2 separate regions of the Sus scrofa genome follow, and region 2 is linked to region 1. The links are chromatin contacts, called in public HiChIP or PLAC-seq maps. All regions are on one chromosome and are shown on one strand. The core of a region is the stretch at or near the end of the contact, and the rest is flanking DNA. Distances in the headings are between cores, read along the strand shown.

Region 1 (6,226 bases), core at 783-3,282:
CTGCAGGGGCTTCATTCACGCACACATTTGCAACCAGCAAAGGTGCAAGAGGTTCTTAGAAAAACCTACCACCCAATGCCTTTCTTAGAAAAAGAACTGTTTCCCTGCCAGGGAAAAAATCCTGGATCAACTTAGAAGGGAGACCTGGGCTTGCCAACAATCAAAGACCTCATTTTTCTGAATTACAGAAGAGCATTTTTCTACATGTAAACTTAGAACGCCTCTTTCCCTTTTCCGGTTTTCATATATAGCGCAGGAATTTTCCTGCTCAATGCAGTTACTGTGTGAGCACCCTCTCTCTCTCTCTCTCTCTTTCGTAGGCCTCTGGCCTTTACTGAAAAAAGGATGGTTTTGAAGGGGTCTGGAGGTGGTCAAAGTCCTGGCAAGGTGTGGGCCCTGCAAGTTGGTTGCCTGATCCGGCAGCTGGAAGGAGCTGGGCGCAACTGGGAAGAGCTGGGCACAGCTGGGAAGAGCTGGGTGCAGCTGGGAGTCCCAGCAGGAAGAAGTGTGCACCCACCAGCACCCTCTCCAGCTTCTGAAGCATCCTTTCACCTGTTCCCTCCACCAGAGCAGAGGCAAAGCAGTGATCATTCTTGCCTTTGGCAGTGGAGGGCATCAAGCCCTAGAGAGAGGAAGTAACTCGCCTGAAATGCCAGTGCATTTCTAGGATAGCCCCCTGCCTCCCAGGCTTCCCCTGCGGCTCTCCCCAGCACAGATGAGCACCTCTGTGTCCCCACAGTCCCTACCCATCCCTCCACCGTCATCTCTGCCTTCTGGTGGTTAGTTCCCTTCCTTCTCCGATATGACTAGATGTAGGCTCCTGGGCATGGACCACGCAGACTCATCTCTCGGTTCCCGGCACCAGCACAGTCTGGGAAGGGTAACCCACGAAAAGATGATGAGAAACAGCAACATCCCCAGCCAAGACTGACTGTGGGCTTGCTGCTGATAGGCTCCATTCAAAGAGCTTTCTGCAAACCATTGCATCTTCACCCTTGATTCTCTATGCAGTAGACATTATTATTACCCCCATTTTACAGGTTAGAAACTTGACTAATGGAAAAGTTAATTACTGCCCCCCAGGCCAGAAGATAATAAGCAACTGGAGTCAGGATTTGAATCTGACCAGGTCACATAGCATAGGATAAAGGTTCCCGCCTGTGACACTTCAGAGTTACCCAGGGAGCCTTTAAAAAGACAGAGGTCTGTCCCTCCTGCCTGGCCCTATGGAATCAGAGTCTTCCAGAGAGTGACGGCCTCTCCTGGTTGGCAGCCTTAGATAAGGGTTAATCCCTTAGGCTTTCATATCAGATCAACCTGGGCTTGAGCCCTGGGTCTGCCACTAACTGGGAGGTGACCTTGGGCAAGCCAATGTCCTTCTCTGAGCTGTAGACTAACCTGTACATCAGGGCAGTGATAGACACCAGCTCAGAGTCACCACGAGAATGGGTAACACGATGGGGGTGCTCAGGACCCAGTGTGAGTCCTAACTCAACGAGGGCCGACTCCAGGCCGGGCACCCTCGCAGTCAATGCAGTTCCCCTCCTAGCCACCCTCCAACTGTCAGCCACTGAAGAATTACTAACATAATCAGACTGGCAGGGAGAGCAGGGAAGTGAGCAGCTGAGCCTGGAGAGTGGTGTGACTCCCTCATTCAGTGACTGGGGGCTGCAGTGCCCCCTCCACACACTCACACCCACACACTCACCCACAGCCACACACACACGAACCCTTGGGCGAGGGAGAATTGGCTCCAGTGCAAAAGCCACATGCAAGCCTCAGGAAGCCAGCCGTGGGTCTTGCTGCCGCGCTGCAGCAAGGCCCTGCAGACGCCTTCCCCAAACCTGCTCCAGGAACGCGGGTTCAGAGCCACCTCAAGGACCATGTGCACCAGGTGGCACAGTGAAGGCTGGCAGGTGTGGGCAGGCGTGAGGGCCACTGGGAAGAGCTTTGTAGTAACTCCTCTGGGCTTATGGCCCTTCCTTCTCCATTTGGGGAACAAAGGCTCTTTGAGCCTGATGGAGGCCTTGACTCCCGCCGCTGACATCAACGCCAGTGAGTCATCACTCCCAGCAGCAGCTCTGGAGGGCTCAGCCTGGGGCTCAGCGGGGGAAACTCATGGAAAACGGGCCAGAAGGAGGAGGGGCCTGCTGGGGGCACGTGAGGGGCACCAGAGAGTCACGGGTGGCCACCTGTTGGAAGTGGGCAGGGGGACACAGACCCCGTGGCTGGCAGGGCAGCAAGGTCAGGGCAGACGTCTGGACCAGATGGCCTCAAACTGTTCCCTAGGGCTCAGGATGGAAGGAGGACAGGACAGGGCATGGAGGAGGCCACCCGCAGCAGAAGGGGAGGCATGGAGGAGGCCTGCGCCTTGGCTTCCTAACACACCGGACACAGTCACACATGCATGCAAACACACTCATCCACAGATCCACACTTGTAAAAACACACTCATACACACCCTCTCACCTATTCACAACACAACACCCCCTCCAACAGATATATCCAAACACACACCAAAAGCACTCATACATGTGAACAACACAGACTCATCCCATGCTCACAAACCCTGACACTTTCATACACTTACACGCACACACGCACTATAATTCATTCATGGACACTCTCTCACACAGTAACCTCACGCTCACTCACCTGCCCAGATCCACACACTCACACCCAAGCAACTCAGAATTAATTTCCTCAATATACTGGTTTCCAATTACAGCCCCCTTTGAAAAGGATTCTGCAGCCCAAACCAACCCACCAACACAAAGCCACCCATTAGAAACCCTTCCATGTTATCGATGTTGAGGTGGGGGCCCTGCAGGGGCATATGTGTCCCCGGGGCCCACGGAGAGCCTGTAGCCACTCTTTCCTCTCCAGCTGCCTCTTTAATGGTCTGGAGATCTCTGACTGCACTTCGTACACACAGGATTTCAGTTTCTCTGATGTGGGCACACTTTCTAGATTTTCCCCCTTGTCAGTAAAACCTTCTTCTCAGAATATCAGATCTGGGTCATGTCTTCACACAGCATCGAACTCAATTAACTCATTCTTTTGGAAGCAATGCTAGACATGGCTGAACAAGAACTCTGAACAGTTAACTGTACAGGTGATAATGGCGTTTGGCACAGAGCCTGGCACACACAGGTAGGTGCCCAGTTTCAATGTCCGTGCCACAAGTGACAAGGAATGTATAACAATAGCTCGTGTGCGTTGAGCCCTTACTATGTCCTGGGCACCAAGTACTTAACCTGCAGAGCAGTAGTTACCCTGGCTGCACAGAATTACTGGGGTAGGGAAGAGATTTTTAAAAATCCTTTTGTCAAGGGCCCAGCCTCAGAGATGTTGATTCGGTTGGTCCAGATGTGGCCTGGGCACCAGCTCCCTGGACAATGCTGAGTCACAGACCCTGGGTTCTCTACAACAACCCCACTCCTACTCTTGCCAGTCTGCAGATGAGGGAACAGAGGCACAGAGAAGTTAAATAATTTCCCCAAGGACACACAGCTATCAGGTCCCAGAACTGGTGATTTTTAAACCCTCATCTGTCCTATGCAAGGAGTTGAGTCTCACTCTGTTCTTCGCCAGGAATGTCATTTCAACCCGAGGTCGCCCCACTCCAGGCAGCACACCCCAAAGGTCTAAGCCCTCACTGCCCTTGGACCCCACCCCCACCATAGCCTCTCTATTCCCACTGCCCGGCTGCCCCTCCCCATTGCTCTTAGCATCAACACTCAGCACCTCCCTTGCAGAAACGGGGCTCTGCTGCCAGCGAGAGAAGTCTCCCACGAGCTGTATCTGCTGAGCAGATCTGAAAGGGAACTGGGCAAGCCACTGATCTCATCTTAGCTGGCATGATATAGCTTCTGAACCAGAGAAGGCTCTCCAAGCAGCTCAGCGTTGGGGAGAAAGACTCGGGCAGGTCTGGCTTCAAATCCCAGTTCAGCGTTTAAAAGCTGTGCAGCTTTGGACAAGACGCTTCACCTCTCTGAGCCTCAGGGTCTACATCCATAACACAGGAATGATGTCACCTTGTTCAGGAGAGAATTTTAAGAGTGACTTGAGATAACAGGCATAAAATACTAAGCAGAGGGCCCAGCAAAGCATACATTTGATACAGCACGGCTTGTTGTTACTGTGATTATTGTCAGGGCTGTTAGCCTTCTTTTCTCACCCCTGAACTACTGTCTGTAGTTGTCAGGAAAGGAAGGTTTGTGCTATGGTCCCTCTCGGGCTCAGTTTTCTCACCTGCAAAATGAGGTGGTATGACCTCCTTCAACTTAGCTGCAGGGAGGGTCAACTGTGGTTCTGCATGTGAAAATGCTTTGCCAAGTGTAGCCTGCTCAGGTGTAGGGAACAACTAACATGGACAGAAGATTCCAAACAGGTGTCGAAGGGCTGAGAGTGTTGTTTTTCTCCGAGTAGTGAAAGCCGAAGACACCGAAAAGCTATAATGTGGCCAATGTAACTTCCTAAGCAGAAGTTTCCTGCCCCAGCCTGGGAACAGCCTGAATAAAATGGGGCTGACCAAGAGGAGCTGGAACCTGGAAATGGGTTTAGCATCTCACTTCACTCTCTCCTGACCCCAGAGCAGGAAGCGACAGTCAGGCCAGCTGCAGCTGCTGGAAGAAACAGCAAACCAACAAAAATAATGACCCATGTTCCCTATGGAAGTTCCCATCGTGGTGCAGCAGAAACCAATCTGACTAGGAACCATGAGGTTGTGAGTTCGATCCCTGGCTTCGCTCAGTGGGTCAAGGATCCTGCATGGCCGTGAGCTGTGGTGTAGGTCGAAGACGCGGCTCAAATCCCACATTGCTGTGGCTGTGGTTTAGGCTAGCGGCTACAGCTCCGATCACACCCCTAGCCTGGGACCCTCCATATGCTGTGGGTGCAGCCCTAAAAAGACCAAAAAAAAAAAAAATGGCCCATGTTCTCTTTAATGGGTTGAATGATGGCCTCCAACAAGAGAGGTCCACATCCTAATCCCTAAAAACTGTGATTATGACTTTATATGAAAGAAGGGTTTTCTGCCAGTATAACTGAGGATCTTGAGATGAAGAGATCAGCCTGGATTATCCAAGGGGGCCTTAAATCCAGTAACAATCCAGTGTCCTTCTAAGATACAGGGGAGATTTGACAGAAGAGGAGACAGCATGATTCTGGAGGCAGAGACGGAGTGATGCAGCCATGAGTCAAGGAAGGTTGACAGTCCCCCATCCCCATCCCCAGAGCTGGAAGAGGCAAAGGATTCTGCTTGAGAGCCTTCGCAGCCTCCACAGCCCTGCCGATGCCTCGATTTTGGCCTCCAAAACTTTACTGGCTTGTGGTACGTTGTTACAGCAGGCAAGGAACCTAATATTCATGGAATGCTTACTGTATGCCAAGTCCTATTCTAAGCACAGTGCCTGGACCAAGTCATTTAATACTCACGATAACTGGTGAGGAAGGGGCGCTGATCACCTGTCTCTTACACATGAAGAGACCGAGATGCAGAGGGACGAGGTCATCCAGCTACTAAGTGGCAGAGACAAGATGTGGGCCCAGCCTGGGTCCATGTCCCATGGCCTGTCTGCTTAACCGCCACGATTGCCAAAGTGTGGTTCCTGGAGCAGCAGCATCACCTGAGAACTGACTAGTGATACAAACTCTCTGGCTCCACTCCAGACCAATGAATCAGAAATCACACAGGGGGCCCAGCACCCTGTGCTTTAACCAGCCTACACCCCCTCCAGGGTGAAGACGCAAACTCAGGTTGAGATCCATTGCCCTACACTGTGCTGCTGACGGGAGATGGGGGCATGAGACCTGAACGGAGGCCAGCAGTTTGCGATCATGGAGCAGGAGACGTGAGAAGCCGAGCGGCAGAGAAGTCTGCTACAGGGGCGGGGACCCAGGCCCAGGGCTTAGGCAGGGCTCCTGCTGGGACAGGACTTCTGTCAGATCACAGCGCAGCCGCAGCAAATGGGCTACTACCCAGGCAGGCTGATGGGAGGCCAGGTCCCCTGAATGACTAGATCCCATTGATTGACAACAGGAGGGCCCCAGGGCTTGGGGTGAGGCAACCAAGTGGCCCCAGGTAGGAGAAGGAGGCTGGCAGAATGCAGAGAGGCTTGGGAGGTCCAGTCCAGGGGGCCTGGGCATGTTGGTGAGGGTTCTGCAGCCAGGAGGAAGCTTGTGGCTTCCCCACGGAAAGCCTGTCTCAAGCAGGAGGAGCTCA
Region 2 (6,091 bases), core at 3,534-6,033, 160 kb before region 1:
ACAGTCCAGAAAAGGATTCCTATGAGAAAGGAAGATTAAGTACAAGTTAGAGAAACAGGAGGAGAAAGTCTGCTCTAGGATACAGCACATGTTAAAGTTAAAAGAGAGAAAGACACGTTTTCAGGAAATAAAAATGTGAATACAGTTTGACTACAGTACAGTATTTGAGGAAAGCATTAAATGAGATTATATAAAAAACCCATTACAATGATTGGTACAGAGCAGGTACCCTATAAATATTAGCTATTATATGATAACAGAACTAGTGGTAATACTTTCTGCAAGGGCACCATTCATCAGCAGGTACCATTTTAAGTCAGGTAACTTTGCCTTCAGAGCAGGCAAGACCATGAGATGTAGTTCTACCTGTGGGCAATCTAATGAAGTACAAGGCTGAGTTTCAGAAAGATAAGTATATAGGAATAAGAAGGAAAAGAAGTTGATTTAAGAACATTACAGTGTATCCATAAGTGTACCTTTTTGTTCCCACTCTGTGGTTTGGAGCAATATCAATTGTATCTGTGGCTGAATCATGTCTTACTGCCAGTCCTAAGTCTGCAATACAGCAAGTTCCATTCTTTTTTACCAAGATATTCTTTGATTTCAAATCTCTATGAGCAATAGCTGGTTTTCCTAATGAAGAAGAAAAAAAATCAGACATGGTTGCATAAAGGGTAATACCAATCACAAATCTCAACTTGGGTCCAAAAGCCTCTCCTCCAAACTCACTATCAACGCATTTTGGCCTCCATCACTCACAATAACTGAGCCATTACTAAACAACCTAAAGTGAATCATTACACAAAAAGTTGCTGAAGTTAATTCCTTTAAAGAAAGCAGAGAAAATAAGATGCTCTAAAATATGATGCTCAAAAAATGGAACTCTAACACTTAAAGACGGGGGGGGGGTTAAAGATATTAATTTGTTTGTTGACACCCTCTGAATTTTTTAGAGGAACCCTAGTAACTGATTTTCAAATCCAACAACCAAGAATCTAGATCACTTCCTTTGCCAATCAACTAGAATGTACCTTTAATACTAGCCTCTAGGAGTGCTATTAAAATATAATTATAATGTGGAAAATCTGGAACCCTCATATGCTGCTGGTGGGATTTAAAAGGGTACAGGCACCTTTGGAAAAAAAGTTTGGCAGAGTTACTATCTGATTCAGTAATTCCACTCCCAGGTGTATGTCCAAGAGAAATGAAAACATATATCCACACAAAAACTTATACACCAAAGTTCATAGCAATATTATTCACAATAGCTCAAAGTGGAAAAATAATCCAAATGCCCATCAACTGATGAATGGACACCCAAAATGTGGTATATCCATAAAAAATGGTACTGATAAATGCCACAACATGGATGAACCCTGAAAATATATACCAAGAGAAAGAAGCAAGTCACAAAAGACAACTTAGTGTATGATTCCACTTATATGAAATGTCCAGAATAAGCAAATCTATAGAGATGGAAAGTAGATTTAAAGGTTGCCTCAAGCTAAAGAAATGGGGAGAAATAGAGTTCTTTTTGAGGCAATGAAAATGTTTTAAAATTGACTGTAGTGATAGCTGCACAACTCTGTGAATATACTAAAAACCATTGAATTATACAGTAAATGGGTAAATTGTATGGTATGTGAATTATAACTCAAAAATAAAAAATCAACAATAAAAATTACAAAGACAGGGCTGGCTGAAATAGTAAAACAGCATACGTGATGTGTGTAGTAATGTAGGGGGTGGGAGCCATCAATAGCAAGTGGATGATCATTAAAGCAGAAAATGTAACTGGTATCTGATATTATGGCACAAACATAGCATAAAAATTTTATAACCAAAACTTAGTATTCAATTTTTCAACTACAAAACTGTCCCATGCAGTCTTCTTATCATAAGGTCAAATATAATTACTAGGTGGTCAGATAAAATTTCTAGCATGTTGATGTTTACCGAGCATTTTCATATTTCATTTAATACTACATATAAATTGAATTCCAAAATCAAGATCCTCAGACACAAACATTATATGCTATTACTTGTATGTGGAATCCAAAAAGAGGATACAATGAACTTACTTGCAGAAGGGAAACAGATTCACAGACTTCGAAATATTTATGGTTACAGGGGACAGGCTGCAGGGGGAGTGGGGAGAATGGACTGGGGATTGGGGATGGAAATGTTCTAAAATTAGGTTGTAATTGATGGTTGTACAATTAAGAATAAAATTCATTGAATTAAATCAAGATCCTCAAAAATCATAAGCAAGACTATACAATCTTAAGACACAAAAATATCAGTGTTGTTACAATACCTAAAGAATCTCTCAACAAAATCCCAGATTCCTAACTTTTTTTTTTTTGTCTTTTGTCTTTTTTGAGGGCCACACCCACAGCATATGGAGGTTCCCAGGCTAGGGGTCTAATCGGAGCTGTAGCTGCCAGCCTATGCCACAGCTCATAGCAACACCAGATCCTTAACCCACTGAGCGAGGCCAGGAACCTCACAACCTCACGGTTCCTAGTCGGATTCGTTTCCTCTGTGCCACGATGGGAACTCCTAGATTCCTAACTCTTAAGATTTAACAGAAAGACTATTCTCCAAGTCCATGATTTTCTTTTCTGTGGAAAGGTTCATTTGTGCTGTATATTAGATTGCAGATATAAGTGATATTATGTGATATTTGTCTTTCTCTTTCTGACTTACTTCACTCAGTATTCTCATCTAAAAACTCAGTTTAAACATCTCCCATTAGACTGACTTCTTGCAAAACTTTTCCAAGTGGACATCAGATCCAAGGACATTTAAAGCTTAATAACAAGACTGCTTTGACTTACCTTGGGTACCAACTATCTCCATGTGAAGATGGGCAAGTCCACTTGCTGTGGACAGAGCAAGTTTTATCATTCCTTCCACAGTAACTGTGTATCTATTCAAGTAATCAAAAAGGGATCCATGTTCATGATAATCTGACACCAACCAAAGCTGAGTCCATGTACCATTATCTGTAAGTAGAATAACAATACTTCAGATGGGTTTAGAACATTTATGATGTATTAAAAGTTCTCACTTTCCCTCTCAATCCTGAACCACACGACTGCAGTATGTTGGTACCTTAAATCTGTATATATTTCCTTCATATTTTCAGTTTGTCTCATACTTTTATGTACATATCCTTTAGATCCTTAAAGTAAGCCCCCTATTCTTGTGATTAAGATAACTAATCCCATTCAAGAGAGAAAGAATCATAGTTCAAAGATGGTGACTTTAAGTCTACACAGATAGTAGCGAAGCTGCCTAGAAGAATGCCTGGTTCAGGTTAGGTGCTCAGTGGTTGTTCTGGAAGGAGGAAGGGAAATGAGAAAGGGGGGCGGGGCGAGGGGAGAAGATGAGAAGTATCTGGAACCTAGTGTGGCCGCAATGGGAATGGAATATTATGGGACAAACTGAAAGTGAGCTTAAATGAGAAATTCAAACTTTAATGACAGACTATGTATACAGTTCACAGAAAAGCCAGACAAGACGATTATGATTCCAAGGTTTCCAGGTTAGAAAAGTATAAAAATAATGGTGTCACTGACACATGAGAAAGCTAGGACAGGAAATGAAAATGTTGAGAGGAGAAAAAGCTGGGACTGAATCCAGTTTACACAAGGTGATTTTGAACCTCAACAACCTAGGAATCTGAGTTCTTCCAAAAATTCATTTGAAAGCTAATACATGAATCTGAATTGTATTTTCCCACGAGAATCACGGTAAATATTCTGGTTGGGCTTCTAGCCTAGGCTGGTCCATAAAAGCCTAAGTTAACCTAGAAGTAGCTAGAAAACCATATATTTCACAAACTCATGAGAGCAAAAAAAGTATTACAACAATACTAGTAGATAGGACAATTCAGTAAAAGACACACATTTAGAGTCATTCTGACCAGGGTTGGAATCCAGGGTGTGGTTATTACTATGTGACCTTGGACAAGTTTCTTAACTTTTGAGCCTTTGTTTCTTCTTTTACACAACAAGAATAGCTTACTTTTCAAGACAAAGATTTTAAAATAGGATGTTTTAAAGCATTTAGTGTAACTCATGGCACATAAGAACTTAAAATGTGCTATTTCCTTCTCTATTGGCTGTACAACAGAAAAAACTCTCAAATGACATAAAAAATTTTCTATATTTTGAAGGTTGTTACTTGAAGGAAAGTGATTCTGATTAGAAGAGATTAAGGAAGGAAATGTTTTCAGAAGATTCTGGAGGTATTTTCAAAAGAATTTAGATATTCGGGATACTAGTTCTTTATAAACTTGTTACTTGATAAATTATTATAAACTGATTCTGTCCAAACTTGTACCTTTTCTTTTCCTTAATACAGGTACATCACTAGCTTCATCTGCATGCTTACTTTTATTTCTTTTTTTAAAGTTTTATTGACATACAATTGAGTGTGGTATGCATGCTTTTTAACTATACCTGAATTCTGAAAGGTTCACAAATACAAGAAATAAATAGGAACATAGTCAGATGGAAGAATGGGAGATTTTCCTGAGGTAACTGACAAAAGCGGTAGAAGGAAAAAGGATATATTAGAAGCTATACACACATAAAGGATTGTCTGAGGTGGAATTAACTAAATCAGGAAGAGAAAGTTAAAGGAAAAGGGAATGGAGGTGGTGGGGCTAGATTCTAGGCAAAGTCCCTTAACCTTGACCAAGAAGAAAGGTGTGGGTAGGGAAGAGCCAGCAGGGTTGCCAGTTCCCACGGTGACCACCAGATGACAGCACCGGCTTGGCTGCTGCTTGAGCAAAAGGGAAGAGTTCAGGGCACAGCAGTCAGTGTGTTTACAACTTGGAACAAGCCTAAACAGTGTTGGGGCTGGTGAGGGTTGAGCCTCAAAATGCAGATTTGAAAGTCACCACCACCATGGAGTTCAAAACCAGAAATGTGGGCAAGTTCTTCGAGGGAGCAATTATTATTTGTAGAATTAAAGCCTTCATATGAATTAAGAGTTTCAGAAAGCAGCTATTAAGAAATAACGTCTAGAGTTACAGAACATAATAAAGGGTTGTTTTAAGGGCTGAGAGAGAAGCCAAACTGTGTTAAAGACAGAAGAAAATGAAAACTAAGGACTTGGTCAGACTATGATCACTGCTTTTATTTATTTTTAAATTAAATAACACAAATTGGTAGTAGCTATTAATAATCACTGCTTACATACATCACCAGCCATAAGTCACAAAAAGGAGATAATCTAATATGCCTTCTGATGTGATAACGATAGAAAGTATATAATATGTAGAAAGTATATAATATTTTCAGGAAACCAATAAAACAGATTCAATCTCTAATTCTAACTACCAGTTTACATTGTATACAAGGAGCAAGTTCAAAGATATAAGATTTTTCAGTTAACAAGTCTACAATATGATAAGCCTTATAGAACAAACAATCCGGTTTCTTCAATGAATAAATTGCAAGAAGAAAAAAAAAAAAGAAAAAAATCCTAACAATTTTTAAGGATTTAAGTTAAGTATCATCCTAAAGTGAAAAATGAATTTTTTTTTTTAAAGAAGACTAGAGAAATGTTGAAAATAACTAGATACTTGATGGCATTTTAAAAAATGACAATGGTATCCAACAATTCCACTCCTGGGCATATATCTGAACCAAACCATAATTCAAAAAGATACATGCACCCTTATGTTCACTGAGGCACTATTCACAATAACCAAGTCATGGAAACAACATAATGTCCACCAACAGAGGAATGGATTAAGAAGAGGTGGGATATATATATATATATATATATATATATATATATATATATATCTATATATAATGGAATACTACTTAGCCATTAAAAAGAATGAAACATTGCCACTGGCAGAAACATGGATGAAACTAGAGATTCTCATACTAAGTGAAGTAAGTCAGAAAGAGAAAGCCAAATACCATATGTTATCACTTATATGTGGAATCGAAAATATAGCACAAAGGAACCTATGTACAAAATGGAAACAGGGATATAGAGAATAGACTTGTGGTTGCCAAGGACCTGGGGTGGGAGAGGTGGGGGGGAGTAGGATGGAGGGGAA

The links. HiChIP or PLAC-seq counts read pairs in DNA pulled down with a chosen protein or histone mark.
Region 2: a contact with region 1 is called in an H3K27ac HiChIP or PLAC-seq map of alveolar macrophages. The contact joins two enhancer-like sites. A contact is called at or near these places in 1 of 5 promoter capture datasets (liver), 14 of 47 Hi-C or Micro-C datasets (alveolar macrophages, blood, embryonic fibroblasts and 6 more) and 2 of 2 datasets of contacts at active chromatin or transcription factors (alveolar macrophages and skeletal muscle).

Annotation. Positions count from the first base shown.
Region 1 is chr1:240,738,402-240,744,627 of Sscrofa11.1, reverse strand. All of the region lies in intron 2 of COL15A1 (collagen alpha-1(XV) chain), which reads right to left. Among named protein-coding and RNA genes, the nearest start is that of COL15A1, 23 kb to the right of the region's middle. Within about 2 kb of position 2,032, at least 17 of the 83 cell types and tissues checked have an H3K27ac peak or open chromatin away from gene starts, as enhancers often do. A contact at or near this core is called in alveolar macrophages, where this site is marked.
Region 2 is chr1:240,902,118-240,908,208 of Sscrofa11.1, reverse strand. It overlaps TGFBR1 (transforming growth factor beta receptor 1), which reads right to left. Exons shown (of 10, transcript NM_001038639.1): 6 at 2,841-3,008; 7 at 477-633. Among named protein-coding and RNA genes, the nearest start is that of TGFBR1, 45 kb to the right of the region's middle. Within about 2 kb of position 4,783, at least 5 of the 83 cell types and tissues checked have an H3K27ac peak or open chromatin away from gene starts, as enhancers often do. A contact at or near this core is called in alveolar macrophages, where this site is marked.